6 separate regions of the Mus musculus genome follow, and regions 1, 2, 3, 4 and 6 are each linked to region 5. The links are chromatin contacts, called in public Hi-C and HiChIP or PLAC-seq maps. All regions are on one chromosome and are shown on one strand. The core of a region is the stretch at or near the end of the contact, and the rest is flanking DNA. Distances in the headings are between cores, read along the strand shown.

What was found. Hi-C and Micro-C count contacts between places; a contact is called where the count stands out from the background. HiChIP or PLAC-seq counts read pairs in DNA pulled down with a chosen protein or histone mark.
Region 1: an H3K4me3 HiChIP or PLAC-seq map of embryonic basal ganglia shows a contact between it and region 5, with 3 times the contacts expected there. The contact joins the enhancer-like site here to the promoter of AI197445 in region 5. A contact is called at or near these places in 13 of 484 Hi-C or Micro-C datasets (cerebellum, cerebral cortex, cortical neurons and 6 more) and 3 of 115 datasets of contacts at active chromatin or transcription factors (embryonic basal ganglia, embryonic forebrain and forebrain).
Region 2: a contact with region 5 is called in an H3K4me3 HiChIP or PLAC-seq map of embryonic basal ganglia, with 4 times the contacts expected there. The contact joins the enhancer-like site here to the promoter of AI197445 in region 5. A contact is called at or near these places in 6 of 484 Hi-C or Micro-C datasets (CD4 T cells, CD8 T cells, LSK cells and 2 more), 3 of 115 datasets of contacts at active chromatin or transcription factors (embryonic basal ganglia, embryonic forebrain and fibro-adipogenic progenitors) and 1 of 9 other capture datasets (embryonic stem cells).
Region 3: a Hi-C map of uterus shows a contact between it and region 5, with 4 times the contacts expected there. The contact joins the enhancer-like site here to the promoter of AI197445 in region 5. A contact is called at or near these places in 1 of 15 datasets of contacts at CTCF or cohesin (the NIH/3T3 cell line), 16 of 484 Hi-C or Micro-C datasets (the AML12 cell line, adipose-derived mesenchymal stem cells, bone marrow-derived macrophages and 8 more), 8 of 115 datasets of contacts at active chromatin or transcription factors (bone marrow-derived dendritic cells, bone marrow-derived macrophages, craniofacial prominence and 5 more) and 2 of 9 other capture datasets (adipose tissue and embryonic stem cells).
Region 4: a contact with region 5 is called in an H3K4me3 HiChIP or PLAC-seq map of neural tube, with 5 times the contacts expected there. The contact joins the enhancer-like site here to the promoter of AI197445 in region 5. A contact is called at or near these places in 1 of 15 datasets of contacts at CTCF or cohesin (the NIH/3T3 cell line), 2 of 484 Hi-C or Micro-C datasets (liver and muscle stem cells), 6 of 115 datasets of contacts at active chromatin or transcription factors (embryonic basal ganglia, embryonic forebrain, embryonic hindbrain and 3 more) and 1 of 9 other capture datasets (embryonic stem cells).
Region 6: an H3K4me3 HiChIP or PLAC-seq map of embryonic basal ganglia shows a contact between it and region 5, with 3 times the contacts expected there. The contact joins the enhancer-like site here to the promoter of AI197445 in region 5. A contact is called at or near these places in 1 of 15 datasets of contacts at CTCF or cohesin (stem cell-derived epiblast-like cells), 14 of 484 Hi-C or Micro-C datasets (cerebellar granule neurons, cerebral cortex, cochlea and 7 more), 7 of 115 datasets of contacts at active chromatin or transcription factors (astrocytes, bone marrow-derived macrophages, craniofacial prominence and 4 more) and 1 of 9 other capture datasets (adipose tissue).

Annotation. Positions count from the first base shown.
Region 1 is chr13:107,106,426-107,109,504 of GRCm38.p6, reverse strand. The region is part of intron 4 of Gm31452 (a long non-coding RNA gene); the gene reads right to left. Among named protein-coding and RNA genes, the nearest start is that of Gm41051, 14 kb to the left of the region's middle. Within about 2 kb of position 1,629, at least 4 of the 459 cell types and tissues checked have an H3K27ac peak or open chromatin away from gene starts, as enhancers often do. A contact at or near this core is called in embryonic basal ganglia, where this site is marked.
Region 2 is chr13:107,933,681-107,936,862 of GRCm38.p6, reverse strand. No RefSeq gene overlaps it. Among named protein-coding and RNA genes, the nearest start is that of Gm41053, 12 kb to the right of the region's middle. Within about 2 kb of position 1,887, at least 16 of the 459 cell types and tissues checked have an H3K27ac peak or open chromatin away from gene starts, as enhancers often do. A contact at or near this core is called in embryonic basal ganglia, where this site is marked.
Region 3 is chr13:107,742,584-107,745,645 of GRCm38.p6, reverse strand. It overlaps Zswim6 (zinc finger SWIM-type containing 6), which reads left to right. Exons shown (of 18, transcript NM_145456.3): 10 at 1,509-1,685; 11 at 1,964-2,110. Among named protein-coding and RNA genes, the nearest start is that of Gm52061, 55 kb to the right of the region's middle. Within about 2 kb of position 1,610, at least 25 of the 459 cell types and tissues checked have an H3K27ac peak or open chromatin away from gene starts, as enhancers often do. A contact at or near this core is called in neural progenitor cells, neural tube, stem cell-derived neural progenitor cells and 1 more, where this site is marked.
Region 4 is chr13:107,797,815-107,800,815 of GRCm38.p6, reverse strand. All of the region lies in intron 5 of Zswim6 (zinc finger SWIM-type containing 6), which reads left to right. Among named protein-coding and RNA genes, the nearest start is that of Zswim6, 91 kb to the left of the region's middle. Within about 2 kb of position 1,420, at least 35 of the 459 cell types and tissues checked have an H3K27ac peak or open chromatin away from gene starts, as enhancers often do.
Region 5 is chr13:107,467,939-107,471,158 of GRCm38.p6, reverse strand. AI197445 (expressed sequence AI197445) reads right to left here and starts at 1,337. Exons shown (of 3, transcript NR_045083.1): 1 at 1,233-1,337.
Region 6 is chr13:107,765,535-107,768,929 of GRCm38.p6, reverse strand. All of the region lies in intron 8 of Zswim6 (zinc finger SWIM-type containing 6), which reads left to right. Among named protein-coding and RNA genes, the nearest start is that of Gm52061, 78 kb to the right of the region's middle. Within about 2 kb of position 1,564, at least 30 of the 459 cell types and tissues checked have an H3K27ac peak or open chromatin away from gene starts, as enhancers often do. A contact at or near this core is called in cerebral cortex, cortical neurons, embryonic basal ganglia and 1 more, where this site is marked.

The sequences.
Region 1 (3,079 bases), core at 380-2,879, 360 kb after region 5:
TTCAGAATAGACGGCGGGCCACCAAAACCCCACCAAACCAGTATGGGGAGCTCTCCCAGCTCCCAGGGACCTCCACTGCTTCGCGTGAGGACGTCCTTGTTAGTGATTTAGTGCTGTGTGCTAACTTATTCCCAAGTTTAGCATTGTAAACAGTGGTAAACATTTCTCATTCTCAGAGCCTCTGGGCCAAGTGGTCTCTGCTCTGAATATCTCGTGAGGTTGCCATGAAGTTGGGAACCGTGTATAGTCATCTGAAGTCTTAACTGGGGCTAGAGGGTCTGCTTCTCAACCCATCCCCCACCAAAGCTAAGCAGCAGTGGTTTGCATGACCTTTAAGGAAGACTAACATGTAGCTACTGACCACACTGATCAGAAGCCAGTACCTAAATTCAACCCACACTCAAGGTGGGGGAAAGGGGGGGAGAATTGGCTCACTTTTTAGAGGAAAGAGTATTAAGTTACGGGGAGAAAAGGACACACACTTTTCATATACATACATACATATATATATGTATATATATATATGTATATGTGTATATGTATATATATATATATATATATATATATATATATATATATATATATATATATGGCTTGTTTTACCTTACATACTGTCCTCATGGTTCCAATTTGTAGTGTGAGGCATGATTGTTCAATGGTATCCTGACGAATGTGTGTGCCACATTTTGATTATGCATTCTCCTGTTGATGGGTATTTGGGTTGCTTCCACCTCTTGGCTGTTGTGACTAGCACTGTATGAACACGGATATAGAAGCCTTTCTCTGTAACGCTGCTTTTGATTGCTCTGGATCTACGCCCACCCACGGCATTGACAGCTCAGGTGGAACCTCCACTGTTTTCTATGACTGTACCATTTTCAATTCCTATCCATGGGGCCCAAATGGTTCAATTTCTCACATCTCTGCCAACCCTTGTTTTGTTCTGTTTTCTGGTTTTTGAACAGCAGCTGCCCTAATGGATGTGATATAATATCTCATTGCAACCTTGATTTGCATTTCTCCAGGGATTAATGGCGTTCAGCATCTTTTCATGATCATCAGCCACCCACATGTCACTGTCAAATGTCCACTCAAGTCCCTTGTCTGTTTTTTTAAATCTGATTGTCTTTGCTGGTGGCATTGAGCTATCTTGTCAGAACATCTATCCAACAAGCTGTTGTGACAACAGAGGAAAATCATGCATACAAGGCACATAATCTTCCACGGAGCGGAGCGTTCACTCTATGGTTTCGCTGTCTCGGGATCCTGTGTTAAATGATGCTATGCTAATACTGCAGGGGAGGCTGCTTTAAAACTGTGTTATGCAAATATGAGCTCAGACTAAAAGTCCATGCACAAAAATGTTTTAATATTTTTCCCAGGGTTTCCACACTTAAATATATAAATCCTTTCCTCTTCAGACTGCATTCTGTGTCTCAGCTATAATCCACCTTTTCTCATTTTATTTCAAGTTCTATCTCAAAAAAAAAAAAAAAGGCAGCCAAAATGAATGAGAACAGAGGTAGAAACAATAGTTAATTTTGCTAAGGCAAAGTCAGAATAGGACCCATTTAAAACGAACACAGTGAGGAGGAAAGCTGCAATGAATTGCGCTGCTGAAAACTCCGTGGAGAGCCAGACTTTCTGCTCCTTCCGAGAATATGAGTGATGCTGAAAGATTAATAACGTTTGGATAACATTAATTACAGTGATGCTATAAACGCTGGTGTTCCGGTTGCCATAACAACCCACTATATGTTGGTTTCCTAATGACATTTCCAACAAGTACTGAGGCGAACAGCCTCACTTCAAGAACTCAGACTGCTGTCACTCAGCCTTTCCAAAATTGAATTGTTTTGTTCTTAAAGAGGCAGAAATATGTCACCATCTTCGAAAATATTCTCAAAATTGCAGGGAGGAGATGATACACATTCCTATATGATTAGAGAGTACTCGGGGAAAGGAAATATATTTTGTTTTTAATATAAAATGAACACATTAAAGAGAATTTTTAAAAAGAGAGAAGAAAAGGGGGGAATTTGGGCTTTGTACTTTTAGTAGACTTTTTTCTTCGGGAGTTATTTAACAATAAAACCCATTCTAGAAGTGTGTGCTCTTATTGGTGTCTTAGTTAGGGTTTCATTGCTGTGAAGAGACACCATGACCAAGACAACTCTTATAAGGACAACATTTAATTGGGGCTGGCTTACAGGTTCTGAGGTTCAGTGTATTATCAAGGCAGGAGCATGGCAGCATCCAGGCAGGCATGGTGCAGGAGGAGCTGAGAGTTCTACAGTTTCATCTGGAGGCCTCTAGGAGAAGATTGACTTCCAGGCAGCTAGGGTGACGGTCTTAAAGTCCACCCCTACAGTGACACACTTCCTCCAAAAGACCATACCTACTCCAACAAGGCCATACCTCTTAATAGTGCCACTCCCTGGGTCAAGCATATACAAACCATCACAACTAGTCATTTTATCTTCTCTCCATTCTCTCTTCCCTTTCTCCTTTCTTCTTTCTCCCTTTGAATGGACTCTTGGAAGCCTTGCCCAATCTATACCCACCCTTTAGGCATTGCCCAGCAGCTATAAGGAAAGAGCACTGTCCACTGGCTTTTTTAGATTAGATTTTAATGTTTCTAGAATACGTTAGGTACATAATATCGCTGTCAGAAAGCATAGCATGATTCTAACAATTGTATTTCTAAATTCCTGCTCAGCCCGCAGACTACTCTGCTCCTGCCATCTACTGACTCCCTTCCCCACCGATGAACATGAATCCCTGGTCGAGTCAGAAGGGGCCACCATTACTATCTCATCCACAGCAAGTGAGCTGCATCCGAAGTGTCTCTCATCCCCTCTCCCTCTCTCCCTGTATCTCTGCCTGTCTCTGTCTCCCTGTCTCCCACACCCCACCTCTCTGTGTGTGTGTTTGTGTGTGTGTGTGTGTCTGTCTGTCTGTCTGTCTGTCTGTCTGTCTGTCTGTGTGTTCCTCTCCACTAAAGCAAAAGCTGAACATCTGAAGTGTAAGAGCGTTTAAAACAGAATGCTGAAAGCCTGTAGTCACACTATGCTCCAGG
Region 2 (3,182 bases), core at 638-3,137, 470 kb before region 5:
ATTTGTGAGAACCCCCTAAAGAACCTCCTTCGTGATACTATCACATCTGGGAGCGTGCATACTTGTGAGATACAACTGGAGCATAACACTCACCTTTAGTAATTTTCCAAGGTTGGGTGGTAATATACTCTATATGATAATTTTCTCCTGTATCTTTTCTGCTCCCATTCAGTTTCTCCTTTGTTTGCTTGTATTTTCCCAACTATTTGATCATCAAATATTGGATACAGACTAGTACATCTCTTCAGATCTTTTGTAATAGGCGTTGTGTGGCGCAGTGGCTTCTCCTGTCCCTCGTGAATCAAGACTCTTCTGTTTCAGATCCCCCCCACCCCCCACCGACCCCCACCCACCCCCCACCTTCCTGCTGCATACACACCTGCAGATTACTGACTGCTAAGGTTTAAATCCTGGTTGGTTTGATTCCATCCCATTTTAAATGGCAGGATTCACTAAATTTTGACTTCTCTGGGAGACTCGCCTCTGGGAGACGACTTCTGTCTCTAGGCTTCGGCAGACTAGACACAAGTCTGTCTATCTGAAGAAAGGGGAAGATAGCAAATGTTTCCATGTGGGAGGAGGCCCATTGTCTTGCTACAGCTTTGGCTAGAAGTAGAATAGGATGGAAAAGACTCAAAACATGTGGCCATCCCACTTTCTACAGAAGAAAAGTTGGGTTCTGCCACAGTGGTGTGTCTTAGTGGTGTGTCAGCCATTCTCCTTCATGTATCAGAGCTGACTCTAGATTTAAACACGTCCAAACAGTTAAATGCCCAGAAACACATGCTAGCCTTACATATTTGGTACATTTGTAACTTTTGGGGTCTAGAATATCTGCTACAAAAACCCCATAACTTTTTAAAAAGCCATGAATGTATCAAGGTCTGGCTTCTTCTGTGGTCATCTTAATTGCAAAATTGACTATACAGCAAATCTAATCAACTGTGCATAATTCAATTCAGTCATCAACTGAAAATATCAAGACTTTTTCTTCGAATCCATGCGGCTGCCGATGTGCCAAGAAACATAACTCGGCGTCACGGTCTGCTACACATGGGCTGCGGTTAATTCCCAGCCGTGGTAGCTGGATTCGCCACATTAGGCTTCCAGGCAGGGTCAGCTTATTCTTCACGTTGTCAGCAGTTAACACCTACTGTATACAGGAGCTAGCTGTTACCCTCTCCGTCCATTTCCAATCTCACACCTAAGCTGCTTAATGCTATCCATATATAAAAACACTGCGTGCACAACACCGCTGTGGGTCCCAGCATGCTTTTTATTCTACTTGCTGGAATAGTCTCCCTTTGTGTGCGCACTGTTCAAAAGCCTATGTAAATGTCCCCTTTCTTCTGAATTTTTCTCTAATTTTCCCAGTCCTTCTTAGTGTTTAGTTCTAGATTCTTAAGCCTCATCCATCCATAGCAGCCACCTCTTTATTTTATTTATTTTTTTATTTGTAGTATTTTTTTATTTAGGCGTATGCATTTGCCTGTGTGAGTCTATGAGCATCACGTTTGTGCAGGTGCCCGCGGAGGTCAAAGGGCATCAGATTCCTTAGAACTGGAGGAAGAGGTGTTTGTTGCCTGATGTGGGTGCTGGGAGCCAAACTGGGATCCTCTGTTAGAGCAGGAAGCTTTCAAACACCGAGTCATCTCTGCAGCCCCGAACCTCTTTGTTATTAATATAAATGTTAGTGGGTTGCTTCCTGTCTTGCAGTCAGTAGCTCTTCCATCAGATCGCATGCTTTGGAATGGAACTGTAGTCGTGGCTTTTACCACGACTTTACGTTTTATGCATGTTGCACAAGCACAGCCATCTACGTGTGCTCCCACAGAGCAGGGATCAAGTGCAGTTCTGTTTTCTTTGCATGTCGAACATGACAGTCGCCACTTGTACTGTAGGAAAAGCTAGGGAGGGCAGAAACTTCTCAGTCCTTCTAGAGAAGAGGCCTCATTTCCTCTCCCCCTCCCTCCCCCAAACTGCACTGCAGGAAGGCAGGCTGAGCTGGGAGGACAGCGTCCCTGTTCTCCATCTCCTCCATTCCGTGTTCGGAGAATATGCTCAGATGTTCCAACATGGCTGCGTTCAGACAGAAGGATCTAAACTTGTACCACACTGAGGCCCGCATGCTTGGTCTCCTTGCCCTTCAGACAGCGGACAACTGAGCAGGGGCCACATTGGAATTCGTTATGACGAGCACTGTGCTGCCCTCCTAACTAACAGGAGGAAAATCGCTCCTTGGTAGAAAGGATCTGTCTGTAAAGATTCGAATTGCGGTGTTTCAAACTCCGCATCATCTGAATGTCACCGACTCAGCATTACTTGTATTGTCGCTGTTCGGCGACTCCATGGATTTTTACAGTTAAGAATTAAGACTTCTGTGGTGTTTGCTCACAACCGAGGAGGCTGGAGCTTGTAAGGCAAGCCCTATTAAGACTGGCTAATTTCCCTGAAGCCCCAGGACTGCAAATTAGGTTGCTGCCACCAGGGTTTCCACTTGACTCAACTGTTCTCCAGGCTTGCGCTCTCTCTCTCTCTCTCTCTCTCTCTCTCTCTCTGCCGAAGCAAAACATTTAGCACACAATGCTGTCAATACCTTCAAGTGAGATAATGAATGTTGAGCAGGCTCGGTAAGTGTCCCCCCCATGGCGCTGCAGGGAGCCAAAGGCCTGGCAGTGGAACTCAGACAGTTGCGGGTCTCAAGGACTCCAGGGGAGAGAATAACCCCAAGACCTTAGCGGTTCCTCTAGGTGTGTGTGTGTGTGTGTGTGTGTGTGTGTGTGTGTGTGTGTGTACCAGCTTGGGACCAAGACCACATTTTTGCACATGCTAGATAAGCCCTCTACAACTAGGACTTATCTCCAGCTGGGTTTCCTCTGGGCAGCAGGAGACAGTAGCTTTCGTGTGTAGAGAATGAGCAATCTCGAGTCACCTTGCCCACAAGTGGGGTGAACAGAGCCGAGGGAAGGAAGACCAGGGAAGGAGCCACGTCCTGGAAGAGCATAGCCAAGAATAAAACTGCAGGAGCAGCTCTGCTGAGAGCCACCAGACACACAGGCTAGAGGAGCGCAGGCTCTAACTGGCTGTGCCACTGCTGTCCTGATCCATGCGAACTCCTTTGAAGGCCTTCAGCATCACTAGCCCTGGGGCACATCTCTAGTTAAGAGAGCACACTTCAGAAT
Region 3 (3,062 bases), core at 361-2,860, 270 kb before region 5:
GAATAGCACATTTATTCTGCTTGACAAAAGGCAGTTAAGAGTTGGGCCCATCCTTCCAGTTTTGCAGAATGGTCACCCATTTGCTGCTAGCAAGGATCTTAGTCAGGAGTCACAGCAGACAGTCACCTGCACCTCTTTATCTGTCATCTGTGCACTTCAATATGTTTTCCCTCTAGATATGGATAACTAAGTTGATATGAGACCACTCCAAAGAAATGTCTTTGTAGACTTACCGACAGCCGTTGCAAATGGCTGGCTGCATTAGCTAAATTAAGGGGTGTGTTTGACTCTCGGCAGTACTTGGCTGTGAGACTGCTACAAGTCATGGTGTCTCTGTTGCTGCTTAGTTCCCTCAGCAGGACAGAGCCGGGGGTAGATGAAGCCACCAGGCTGCTCTTCTCAGCACAGTTGTGCTCGCTGTTGGTGGTTTGCCTTCTGTCTGCTCAGACAGAAGTCCAATGACAGGAAGATAAAGCCTTTCCTCATTTTGCTGCTTCTTTGGTTGAGTCTCCGAGAGCAGTGAAGGGGACTGTCCTTGAGCACTATTAGGTATATGTAAATGAATTGTTCATTGCCCCACGGTTCAGCTGAAAGTTAGTTTAGAGTTGGGGCCCAAGGGGCGGGAGTTCCTGTAGTAGTCTCTTTAGGAATTGAACAACCCAAGGAGCCGAGGTGAGAATATCCTTTATTCCCCAAACATTTCTTTTCTTCGTCAGGTCCTGAACCTTGAACCCCCTTCGGACTGTATGCTTCTGCTCTCTTGTGATGCCCCGGCATACACTATGCTGGGGACATCACACCAGCCATGGAACCTGTCCAGGAGTCAGGAGACAGCCTATAGGGGCAAGGTAAGTGCGCTGGTTTGTTTTGTAGCTATGTTGTGTGGCTTTGTGAAATGTTAAACAGATGCATTTATGCCCTTTGGGATATAAAGTGGCATTTAACCATTATATCCCAAGAAGCATAATAGTTTTAATTGTGCAAAACCGCACAATATAGTTAAAAAATACAACCAAAAGCACAACCCTTACGCATAGTTTTAAGGCTGACTGCGTCTTCCTGAAAGGTTCCATGGCTGGTGTCGCATCTCTTGCATAGTGTTTGTGAGAGCTGTTGATCCCATCAGGGGCAGCCCAACACTACCTCAGAAGTGGGGAGCAGTGAGTTTTCATGGGATTTTTTTTTTTTAAAAGACAAGTGCCTCTTTAGCGTATCTTCGACATGGAGACTAGACATGACAATTCTTTTTGCAGGATGCCTTTAACAATAGCTTTAATGGCTGCAGAATGTTTGTGTTTGATACAACAAGTAAATGTCTGGAAACTCTTTAGGCTAACTGCCATCGAGCATTTAGGATGTGAGACTATCCATTCACCCTGCGCCCTTCTGCTTAGTGGGTGCAGGGCAGTGTGTGTGGGTTCATGAACATCTGGCCGCAGAGTGGTATGACTGATTTATTCACATGTGAATAATAGCTGACACGGCTTTCTGAATTGTGGAAAAAACAGATTCATCGAACAGGCCTCATCGGACAGTGTTCACGAGAGCCATCGAGGCATGTGATCTCCACTGGCAGGATAGCCACTTGCAGCACATTATCAGCAGTGACCTGTACACCAACTACTGTTACCATGACGACACTGAAAACTCCCTCTTTGACTCCCGGGGGTGGCCCCTCTGGCATGGTAAGTGGCCAAACCGGAAAGACTTTTCCATGACTTACTCCTTTGTTTAGTTTCTATAGCATTATTGGAGTGGGAGGTAGAGGAGCGAGGTATTCAATGGGCAACGCATGAATGCTTGGCACAGGGGGCTGAAATTTCCATTCAGATCCAAGTTCAGAAATGGTTTCTTATATCTTCTTCTATGGCTCTTGGGGAGGAACATCTTACTGTAGTAGCCCGCTTTTATGGATGGATCTAACAGCGGCCACTTTGCCCCCTTACTGGGTTTCTGTTTGTAGAACACGTCCCTACAGCCTGTGCAAGAGTGGATGCGTTGCGTTCTCACGGGTACCCCAGAGAAGCACTGAGACTAGCAATAGCTATTGTGAACACATTACGACGACAACAGCAGAAACAGTTGGAAATGTTCCGGACTCAAAAAAAAGGTGATTATGAAAGAGATTGTCTATTGGAATGGGATTCCTGGTGTGGATGGAACTTGGTTTCACGTTCTGCTGGAAGAGATGGAGTTTTGAAAGTACAGCCATGGAAATGGCCTTTATTCACCATTCCTAAAAGTGTTTGACAATGCACTCATGTGGAACACAGCCATACGTGCAATCAGACACCCATACACATAAGCTAAAGATGAATGAATTTTTTTTTTAATTTGATAACATATCTGTAAAAATAAAATCCAAGTTGTTTTGGTTGAATGTTGAAAAAAAACAAATTCCTACCTAATTATGGAGATTTTTATTTTTTGAACAGCTGATGATCTGTCTGGATCATCTAAAATGGAAGCTGGATACCTTCCTGGTGTTCTAATGTAAACACTAAGGACTTCACAGTGGCTGCCCATCCTTAAATCCCAGCAGCTCGTCTCGGGTGGGCGCCCTCAGCTGATGGCTACTGTCTCAGTTTCTGAGGTCCCTCTTCTGCACAGCCGGTCTCAACAGAGGGGCTGTCTCTAAGAGCTGCTGAGATGGACCCACTAATCCCTAGAAAGTCTGAAACAAGGCCTGGCACTCTATACTTTTATAGCCATAATAGTCTGTGTTGGAGGACTTGTTATCTATTCAAAGTGATCAGAGCAGAACCCCTGCTTGCTGAGGTAGCGGTTCGGTTGGTTTTTCAAGGTCTACAAATGACTTTTGATGAGTGAGCAACCGACAGGACACCTGACCTTGTCTTTATCTCAGTTTGTTAGTTTTCTCATTTTGGATAAATACTGTAGTAGTAACAACAAGTCTGTTACTGGTTCTCAGCTGCTGATTGGACAGTGTCTCAGTTAGGGTTTTGCTGCTGTGAACAGACACCATGGCCAAGGCAAGTCTTATAAAAACAACATTTAATTGGGGCTGGCTTACAGGTTCAGAGGTTCAGTCCATTATCATC
Region 4 (3,001 bases), core at 171-2,670, 330 kb before region 5:
TTGGGCTGTAATTAGAGTCATTTGGTTCAGTGGTTCTGGTTCTCAACTCAGCAGCAATGAGCATCATTGGGTGTGGATCAGAGAGACTCACGATGTGTGGGCCTGGTCATCTACGTTGTTATCATTAGTTCTCCACATGATTCACATGCACTCCAGTTGAGGACCACCAGTCTGTGTATTTTACATGCCAAGAATGTTCTTCTGTTCTTTTCGTCTTGTAGGCTCTTCTAACCTAGTATCTTTTCTGAGGAGGTCCTCTGTGATGTGGCTGTCACAGACCTCTGCTGTGTTCAAGGTTCCAGTTTAATTTGGAGTATAAGAAAGGGCTGGAATCTTAAAATAGCCTTCAGTTCATTTAAATGTGGGGAGACCAACACATTTAGTTATTGGTAACTTAATGATGTGGGGCAGGCATTGCTTGGAAGACCCCAGTAAGTTCTTTTATGTGATACTTTGTCCAATGCCTAACCTGTTCTGAGAGCTGTATCACACACATCCTTGGACATTTAGAAATGAAACTGTGACACCATTTCCAAGAGTGCTAACCCTTGGTAATGTTTATGTACAAAGGATCTGCATCTGTTAGTCTCCTCTCCACTCTGAACACCGTTCGTTGGTGCAGAAAAGCTGTATTTGTGGAGGCTTACGGAAACTCCTCTTTAAATCCTTAAAGGGCCTGCTTCATCTAAGCAGTGGCTCTCAGCCTTCCTGGTGCTGTGACCCGTTAAGTAGTTTCTCATGTACTGGTGTGCCCTCAACCATAAAATTATTTTTGTTGCTATTTCTTAACTAATTCTGCTACTGTTCGGAACCGTAAAGTAAATGCAGGGTATCTGATATTTGACCCCTGTGAAAAGGTCATTGGATCCCCAAAGGGGTCGTGAGCCACAGGCTGAGAACCTTTGGTCTAAAGTATGCTAATCCACTGGCTCTCAGCACCTCCGTTTCTTTTCAAATAGCTCATCTCAAAAGGAATCGTACACGTGCATTTTATGCTGATTATGAAACTGATAAATAGGATTAGAGCCTGGGTTAGATCCAAACCATAGAGCCTCGTGCGGAGGTTGAAGGTAGGCCAGAACTTTGGGAAAGGGAATTTGGCTTGCATCCTCTGTTCTCCCTTTGAGACCACATTCTCCCTTAACTCTTGGCTTGCTAAGTAGAACTGACTCCAGGGTTTCCCCTCTCCCCTCTCCCGCTGGCGCTGAAGGAAACAGTCAAACATTTCTGAGGGCTGTAATGAAAACCGGAAACAAACAGGTTAGGGTCTTCTGTGACCTCCTTGGTGAGCCTCTGGGTCCTGGGAGAAGACAAAGGTGTGAAGATGTGCTGAGACTTGTTGTTTGGGCAACAAAGGCACTAATAAACCCATCTGCACTTCAGAAGTTGGAGATCCAGGAGCAGGGCCTGCGTGAGGCCTAGAGACTGGGGTGATGAAGGGCGTGCAGGGCTGTGAAGCCTCTGTAGGTGGTGCTGGGACTTGGAGGCAGAGGGCAAGAGGTTAGAAGCGCTTTGCTTGTATTAGGAAAGTTTGCCTCAGAGGAAAGATCACATTTATGTTGCTAAGCACCTTGCAGTGTAGGAAGTCTGACTCCCGATTTGTTTATTAGAGCCCCCTCCCTCCCGGCTGCCCAGCTCTTGGTGTCCCTCAGATACCCCTGAAAAAGTACTCGATAGAGGCAGCCTCTGTGCTTCGGGGTCAGGCTAGCACAGGCTGATGCCGTTTCGTAGTTTTGTCTTGTCTCTGCACCTCTCTGATTAAACTCCTGCCTCCTCTTTGTGCCAAATATAGCCAAGTTGGTGTGTTTCTTCTCTGAAGAAAGAGTTTTAAGTAACTAATGCCAGACCTGGCTAACATATAGGTGTTCTGATTGACTGGATCTTTGTATGAAATCATGTAAGAATTCACATTAATGAGGAAACAAAACCAATAATGCACAGAGCACTGCTGGAACTCTTGGTTAGGGCAGTCTAGGGCATGCTCTTTAAGTTTTTATGTGGTCTATATGATGTGCTGTGTCTTACAGTCTGGCCTTTGCATTAATTTGCCATTGTCTTTCTCAGATATTAATGAAGTGTACGAGTGAGTCTTGTTTCAAACAGCCATTCTTAAGTTGGACTAAAATAAAGCTTTTCCTTTAAAAAAATAATTTTTCAAAAAGATGGAAAGTACTTGATTAGCAATTACCAGCAAGGTCTCCTAATGTCTTTCTATAAGCTGTTTAAGCTTAGTATTAGAAATTAGGGCTAGAGGATTTAATTAGGCAGCTCACAGGATGCAGTCTCTTTAATTTGGGATTTCCCTTTGAGAAAATTATGTGGTTAAAGAAGGAATATGATATTTCAGATAAGTTGGCTTTAAAATTGCATTTATTGCCTTCATCTTGGGCCCCATAGTCTCTGTAGTGCTGATCTGGAGACTGTGTGATCGGAATGAAAACAATTTGGTTTCAGTCTGAGCGGTGCAGTGCGGGCTACTGGACTGTGTGCAATAGTTTTGCGTGGGAAAGGTTTCCTGTTAGATTTGGTGATTAAGGATTGCCTCATCTATTTTACCAGTTATGAATCAATACTGGTTCTGACACATTTAGCCTGACTAGTGTGCCGAGTAACAAACAGGTACACTGTTATGAGACCGCTTCACACCAACACTCGTGTGTTTAGACCTAGGTTTTAAGAAGACAGAAAAAAACCCTCTCCCAACCCTGGCCACCCTTTCAGCCATAACATTGCATTGCCTTGCTTCCTGCCTTTAATTTCCCTGGGGGTATTTTTTTTTTGTTTTTTTGGTATTTTGTTTTTTGTTTTTTGTTTTTTTCTTTTAGGAAAAGGGTGAAAGATGTATTTGTGTAAGTACTACACCCTGGCTTCTGTTCAATTCTCTAACAAAGAATATGTTCCTTGAGCACCTCATGCACGGGGCTCATATTTTTTGTAAAAGAATGTGCCATGAAAGGAATGCTTTCAGGCCTGTGTGTTGATTTCATGTCTGCCAGTTTAT
Region 5 (3,220 bases), core at 88-2,587:
CCTTGGGTGCTTCATGGAATCCGTGCATGTTAATAGCCATTCCTGTCAAATGCCTGTCACCATTGCTGTGAGACTGTGTGTCACAGCGTTTGAGATGATGCAGCCAGATACTATCGACCAGCTCAGCATCTCTCTGAGAAACCCATGTTCAACTACATCCCTGTGGGTAATAAACAGGATGGATGCCCTCATCCCATGATAGAGCGTTATCTACAAATATATAACTCAAAAGAAATTACCACCAATATTCTTTTAATTGGAAATATCCTTCTTCCGCCTAAGCAGATACGTGCAAGCCCCTCTCTTACTGAAGCCATCCACAGCAGAGGAACATGTGTGTGAATGACAGCCTTTTAATCTTCCCCCGTAATCAGCTCCCCAAGCCCGAATGCTGAGTCTGTGAAACTGGCAAGGCCAGCCTGTTTCTCAGCTACCTCCTGCCGCAGGCTCCGGTGGGTCTGCCCTGCCCTTCTCCCTAACTTTAGCACTGGGACTCTTTAGAAAGCCAGAATATTTTTCACCCTGGGCTTGATCCTCCATTAAAACCAGCCGACCTAGAAAAATGAAGCTTAGGCGAGGCGGCTTTTCTGATCCCATTATCGATAAGCTCTTAGAGTTCATCAATGAAAATTAGAAGTTGTTAATCCTGTACATTTCCCCCCCCATCCCTTGATTTTTAATTACAGAAGAGAGAAGTAATGGATAACGTCTGGGGTTGCAGAGACACTGAAGCTGTCAAGAGAAAATTAAATTTACAGTCAGAGAGTTTTGTTTTCTCAAGTGTCCTTATAAAATTCGAAAGAGGCTCCTGGCATCACCAAGGCAATTCAACTGGTTTCCTAAACTGGCAGGATTTTCTTCGAAGAAGCCCTCCTTCCTTTGCCAAGAGAGTGTCTTAATGACAAGGACTGGACCTAAAGGGAACTCATTCAGAAGAAAACTGCATTAAAAGAACATTAAGGGCGATGTTTTAAAGTCTGATTTAAACTCATGAAAGCAAGGAGATTTATTGTTGAAGCCAAATCGCCGAGCTGACGCGCCCTGCCTGGTAATACATTCTGATTGGAGCACAGGGGATTGAATCTGTGCAGAGACATCGCTCACTGTGGCCTCAGCATTCCAGCTGCTGAGCCAGGAGATAGTGATGGGGAGCCGGGAGGGGGGCCACACAGGCTGGGGACAGCCACATTTCTAAAAGCAGATGGGCTAACATCCCATGGGGAACAACTCACCAGGGAAGTAGGAGAAGGGCGCTGCCAGCTGAGGTCAGCCTTGACATTAGTCGACAGCTCAGCAGCCTCGAAGCAGCTCCCAACACAAACAGTCATGGGTGGAGTGGGGGCTGGGAGGCCGGGTGGGGGGTGCGGGGAGGGGTTCCCTGGAGAATTGGAGGCTCAGCAGGAAGTTCCAGCCCATCTCCTCTGAATCCTAGCCAATCCTCCTCCACTCCCTGGCCCCACCCCACCCAGGGGGTGGGGCAGAATCTTCTCTTGGGCAGCTCCTTCTACATTCAAAGGGACCCGTGACAGAATGAACCCCAACCTCAACCTGCTGCTCTATTTTCCTTGGCAAGTTTCTACTTGTGCTGCAGACCTGGCTGCTAGCCAAAGGGCCAGCTGCTTGCCACCTTGCAAGTCAGGATCTGATTTCTAGATTAGCAGTGTTTGTGCCAATGTTGGAAAGGTACATTGAAGTCACCTGGAAAAAAATCAAAGAACACAGCCTTGAGCTCCTGCCCCCGCTTCCCTCCCAGTTCAAGGTCATGTGTCCCAATGATAGCTTCTATATTTCAGTTGGGGATGGCATTGCATTCTATTCCAAATAACAATGGTCTCCAGAGTAAGCCTTGGGGCTTTTTCCTCTTGACTTTCAAACTGATCCATCCCCCTTTGTGCCATTTTTAGTGTCCCAGTGCCTGTACAGATGTCTATTTCTTGGACTATCTGTTGCTTCCCCATGCATGGATATAGGGCTGTCTATTCAAGTGGTCACATTTGGATAGCCAAGAGATAGTAAAGATGTGCCAACAGGTCAGTCTGTGAAAACTAGAAGACCACAGAGTGTCACTTGAGCAGGGACCCAAAAGTGTGTGTGTTGTGTGTGTGTGTGTTGGGGGTGGTGGTGGTGGTGGTGGGTTGTTTTGTTTTCTGAGTTCGGTTGTTTGTTGATGACAGATTCTCATTCTAGCCTAGGATGCCCTGGAATTTATTCAGAAACCCAGACCAGTCTCAGTCTCTTCTACTTTCCATCTCTCGAGTGCTGGAATTACAGGCATGAGTTGCTACTCTTGGATCAAAAAGTCTTTGGTGAAAGTGAAGTCAGGTGTTTGAGACCAGGCAAGCCTCCTTCAGGAAACAGAATCAGGAACCGACCTGGAGGGCTCAGGTGACTAGGTGGGATGTGAGATCTTTCTGTTATATATTTATCTAGTAATGTGTATGTTGAGTGCTTCTCAACATCACAGAGCATGAAGCTGTGCAAACACATAGGTGGAGTAAATTCGGCAAGTAATGCCATCCATGAATGTTCACAGTAGAGACAGAAAGAGCTGTGGGGAGCGTTAGAAGGATGCTCCACGGCAAGTGGAGCTTGAAGGAAATAGAAACCGCTCAAAAGTAAGGAGTAAGAAGTGTGGAGGGCAGAGTCCATGAAGCTCAGAGTGGGAATTTAGCCTAGGGACCTGTGACAGTGGAAGAGAGACTGGCTGCACAGTGGAGACATGGTTACAAAGGCTGTGTGCCCTTCTAAGGAACGCTAATCCTCTCTGGTAGCTAATAAAAAGCCAATTAATGATGTTAAAAGCGTCTGAATTATCATCAGCCTAAGGTAGCTGAAAACTCAAACTTCATCACATAATTGTCCTATTTGGAATAAAGAGGATGACCCTGAAGGGAGTCAATATTGGTTTGGATGGTATGAAGCTCTGAAGAAGATCCACAGGTATCCCAGGCCCCAAGAAAATTGTTCATACATTGAAAGTTTTGTGAATGATTTTGTGTGCTCCCTAAAGCCAACCCATAATATCTATATGTCTTATATCTATAGATAGTTTTCTCTAAAGAGAGCCATGGCAAAGAATTTGCTCTTCAAGAATTTCATACACCTTAAGAAATGGTGTGTCACAATGTCTGTTTTTGCTTTCAAATGGTTCACGACATTTTAAAAGTGCGTGTGCTCACATGCATTTCCAGAGAAAGAAGCAACATACTCTTGCTTATGG
Region 6 (3,395 bases), core at 315-2,814, 300 kb before region 5:
GTTAGTGACATTTCTGTTGACAAGTGGCAAACCACTATTTGATTCATTTTGATCCTAGGCCTAGATAGCTCAAAGAGGAACAGTTGGCTGTGAAGGTTCTGTCTGACCACACGGAAAGCACTTTCGGGAGCAACTATTTGGAGACAAACTGAACCTCAGGGAGAGCCTAGAATTTGATGGTGTGGAGTCTTTAGGATTGTATGACAAGCTCCTAAAAACCTGAAGTCAGGGTTTCTTTCCTGCTTCTCCAGGAACGTGACTCTTGGTAGATACTCTGGTGGGTTTGTTTCTATACAAGTAGGTCTGCTACTTGCCAAATATTAAAGTGTATCTGTGAATGTTTTTCTCCAGTGTTTCTTAAAAATAGCGTATTGTGTCCCGTACTTTACTTGATCTCCTGAAAATCTGATAGTAGCTGCCCCCACCCCAGTCAAATGTAAGTCGATCTGTGAACAGTAAGCAGCTTCCATGTGTTGCCTGGAGGTTTGAGGCACAGTGTGGAATTGAAGAAGAAAGGGTAATACGTGGTTTAAGTAAACAAAGTGAATGATTTAGCTTTCCAAATGAGGCCTTTTTAGCTTGTGACTCTGTTGTACATGTTGGATTCACTCGTTGGTTCATAAAGGTGAAAAAGGACTAGCATTGAAAACCAATAACGAAGGGGATCGTGTAGGGAAAATACTGGATTACTATGAAGTGTATAAAATTTTAAGCTGTGGTACTCAGAAATATGAAAGCATAAATAACTGGTTAGGAAAACAAGTGCCACTTGAATATTTTCAAAGTGCCAAGAAAAGAGAAAAAAAAAAAGAAAAAAGAAAGAAAGAATACAAATGATAATGTAGAGTGAAGTTTGCATGATTCACATTTAATCTGTAGTCACATCTCACCTTTCCATGCTGGCTTTGGAAAATGTATGCCGAGACCATCAGTCAGCAGTAGGACTTCTCACTGGGCCGAAGTTTTTGGCAGCTGATACATATTCCCAAGACAGGACTGCTCTACAGAGACCCAGGCTTTACTCAAGATGTTTGATTGCAGACAAGGATCAAGAACACAACTACAAACACACACACACATACTCACACAAAAACCCACACGCGCGCTCTCTCACCTCCTCCCTCCCCCAAGCCCCTCCCTGAAATCATTGGTAGACTAGTGAACTCTGCCTGTGTACTCTGATGCCAAGTGGAGGTCACAGGCCGTTGTTGTGGGATCTAAAGTTTGTGAGGAATCCCCCACAGAAGTCATAGTAGCGATCACATCCTAGTATCTGTTCACCAAAAAATTAACTCAAAGTTCCTTCTAGACTCCAAAAGGAAAGGCTTTTGCTTCTTAATAAAATGGGGGAATTTGACTTTGTGCCCCTACACAGGGCTCACATTGCTTCAAGGCGCTGCTTTGGAATTAAATGCTGAGCACTGCCAGATGCCAGACATTGAAGAGAGGCTGAGTTTTGTCGGCAAATGGGATCTGCAAGTTAATTGGTGTTTTCTGCAGGCTTCTGGCTGTGAAATGAAATTGGAAGCCCTTTAGCCACATGGATAATACAGGACCTGAATACAAATGTCACATGTCACCATCAGGACCCACTGTGAGACAATAGTGTTCCCACTCCAACATTGCACCATTACAGATCATTTAAATATGGGGATTACATTTAAACTAAAAGCCCCATTTGCCTTTTACTGCAATTTAAATGTCCTCTTAGCAAAAGCTAAGTGACAAATTAAATGGAAAAAGTGCCCACATTTTTAAAGCTGTAATGCAAAACAACCTTTTATTGCTTCTCATGTGCCACGGATGAATCATTACACTTGTCAACCCTAAACCAAGCCGTAATTGGAGTAGCTCCTGCTATCAACGTGGGGCCGCTCCCTCCGTGACAGCTTAATAAAGCCGAAACTGTTAAATTAAATCTCAGATGCTTAACTCCTTAGCACCAGTGGATTCGATGGGTCCATGTCTGGCAGTGGCCAATGCACCAAGAAAGGAAAAAAAAAAAGATTCCTGGCACGAGAGCTTCCGTGGGCTAAGAGTGAACCGGCACCCTAGCCAAGTAGCTCTGCTTCTTGGCAAAGGACTTGGAGCCATCAGGTTGTCAGCCAGGAGATGACAGAATCTTTTTCAGAGGACCAGATAGCCCCCTTCCCAAGATTCGTAACTTTCTGCTTAGATGTGATTTATGAAGTTTCACACTGTTGATGCTTCAGAAGTAGTTGAAAGTAACACATTCATTTTTTTAAACTTTTCCTTTTCATATAAATATGCAAAGTTGGTTGCAGTAGCCCATTTCTTCCCCCGTTCTCCAGCTCCCAGAGAGGCTCCTTGTTCCTAGGATTTCCTGTGCCTGTGATACTCATTCTGTCTGGGTAATCTTTGTGACTCTCTCCCTGATGCTCATACTGTGGGACAGAATAGATACAGATGCACTCTGTTACGACCTTCTGTTACACCTCATTTGCACATGCATTTATCTTGGGCATGAATCAGTCTCTCAAATATTAATATTACTCTCTGTGTGTGATGCTCATTTTCCAAAACACACAACAGTATTCTGAAGATGAGCAACTTTGCATCCTCAGCAGCTGTCGGGGAAAGAAAGGACTGCAATCTTAAGACAGAGAAGAAAGCCCTTGGTGCTGGTGGAACGGCTGCAGGTTTGATAAGGGCCTTGCCTTTGGCAGTCTATGGAAGATGTACGTCTGCACTTACAGGCTTCATTAGTGACACAGGTAGTCTCTGGAAAGCAGATCTTAGAAATAACTTGTGGCTTGAAAGAGCAGCCCCGTGCTGACTTGTGGCAGGCACACCTAACATTAACCCTAAGAGCTGCCTGTTCCCTGGACTTAATTACCATGCCAGTCTTTAGGGTGTGAAGGGGAATAGTGTACCTCTCATAGGCTTCAGTGGGTCTCTTTCTGTAAATGTTTTATAAGACTATAATTTTACTTTGCATCATAAAGCTATAGATTGTGGCGACCAGTCTATTAACACCTAATTAAAATGGATGTCATTTAGAGGAAACAGTTAAATGCAGTTTAATTACAGTTTTGTCACGGGGAGAATTCTTAGTTTCATTGTCAAGTGTTGTGTAAGACCTTTGCCCACATTTGTTAGCTTTCTCTGGAGGAAAACCATTAGCTTTGCAGTCTTGGGACTTGGAGCCTTCTCATAGGGAGAAGATGGGTGGCAAGGGCAGAACCAACCCATCCCAAGCTTGTTCAGGTATTGCCGAGAGCAAGGTGGTGATAGCCCTTGGCACCCCTTCCACATCTTCTCTTCTGGGGATCCATTTCTTTGTGAGCACAAATAGGCAGAGTTAAGTGTTTCTTTCTCATTCTAATTCCATTTGAAGAATAAGGCAACCGCTACCTTGTTCCAGAGTCAGGTGT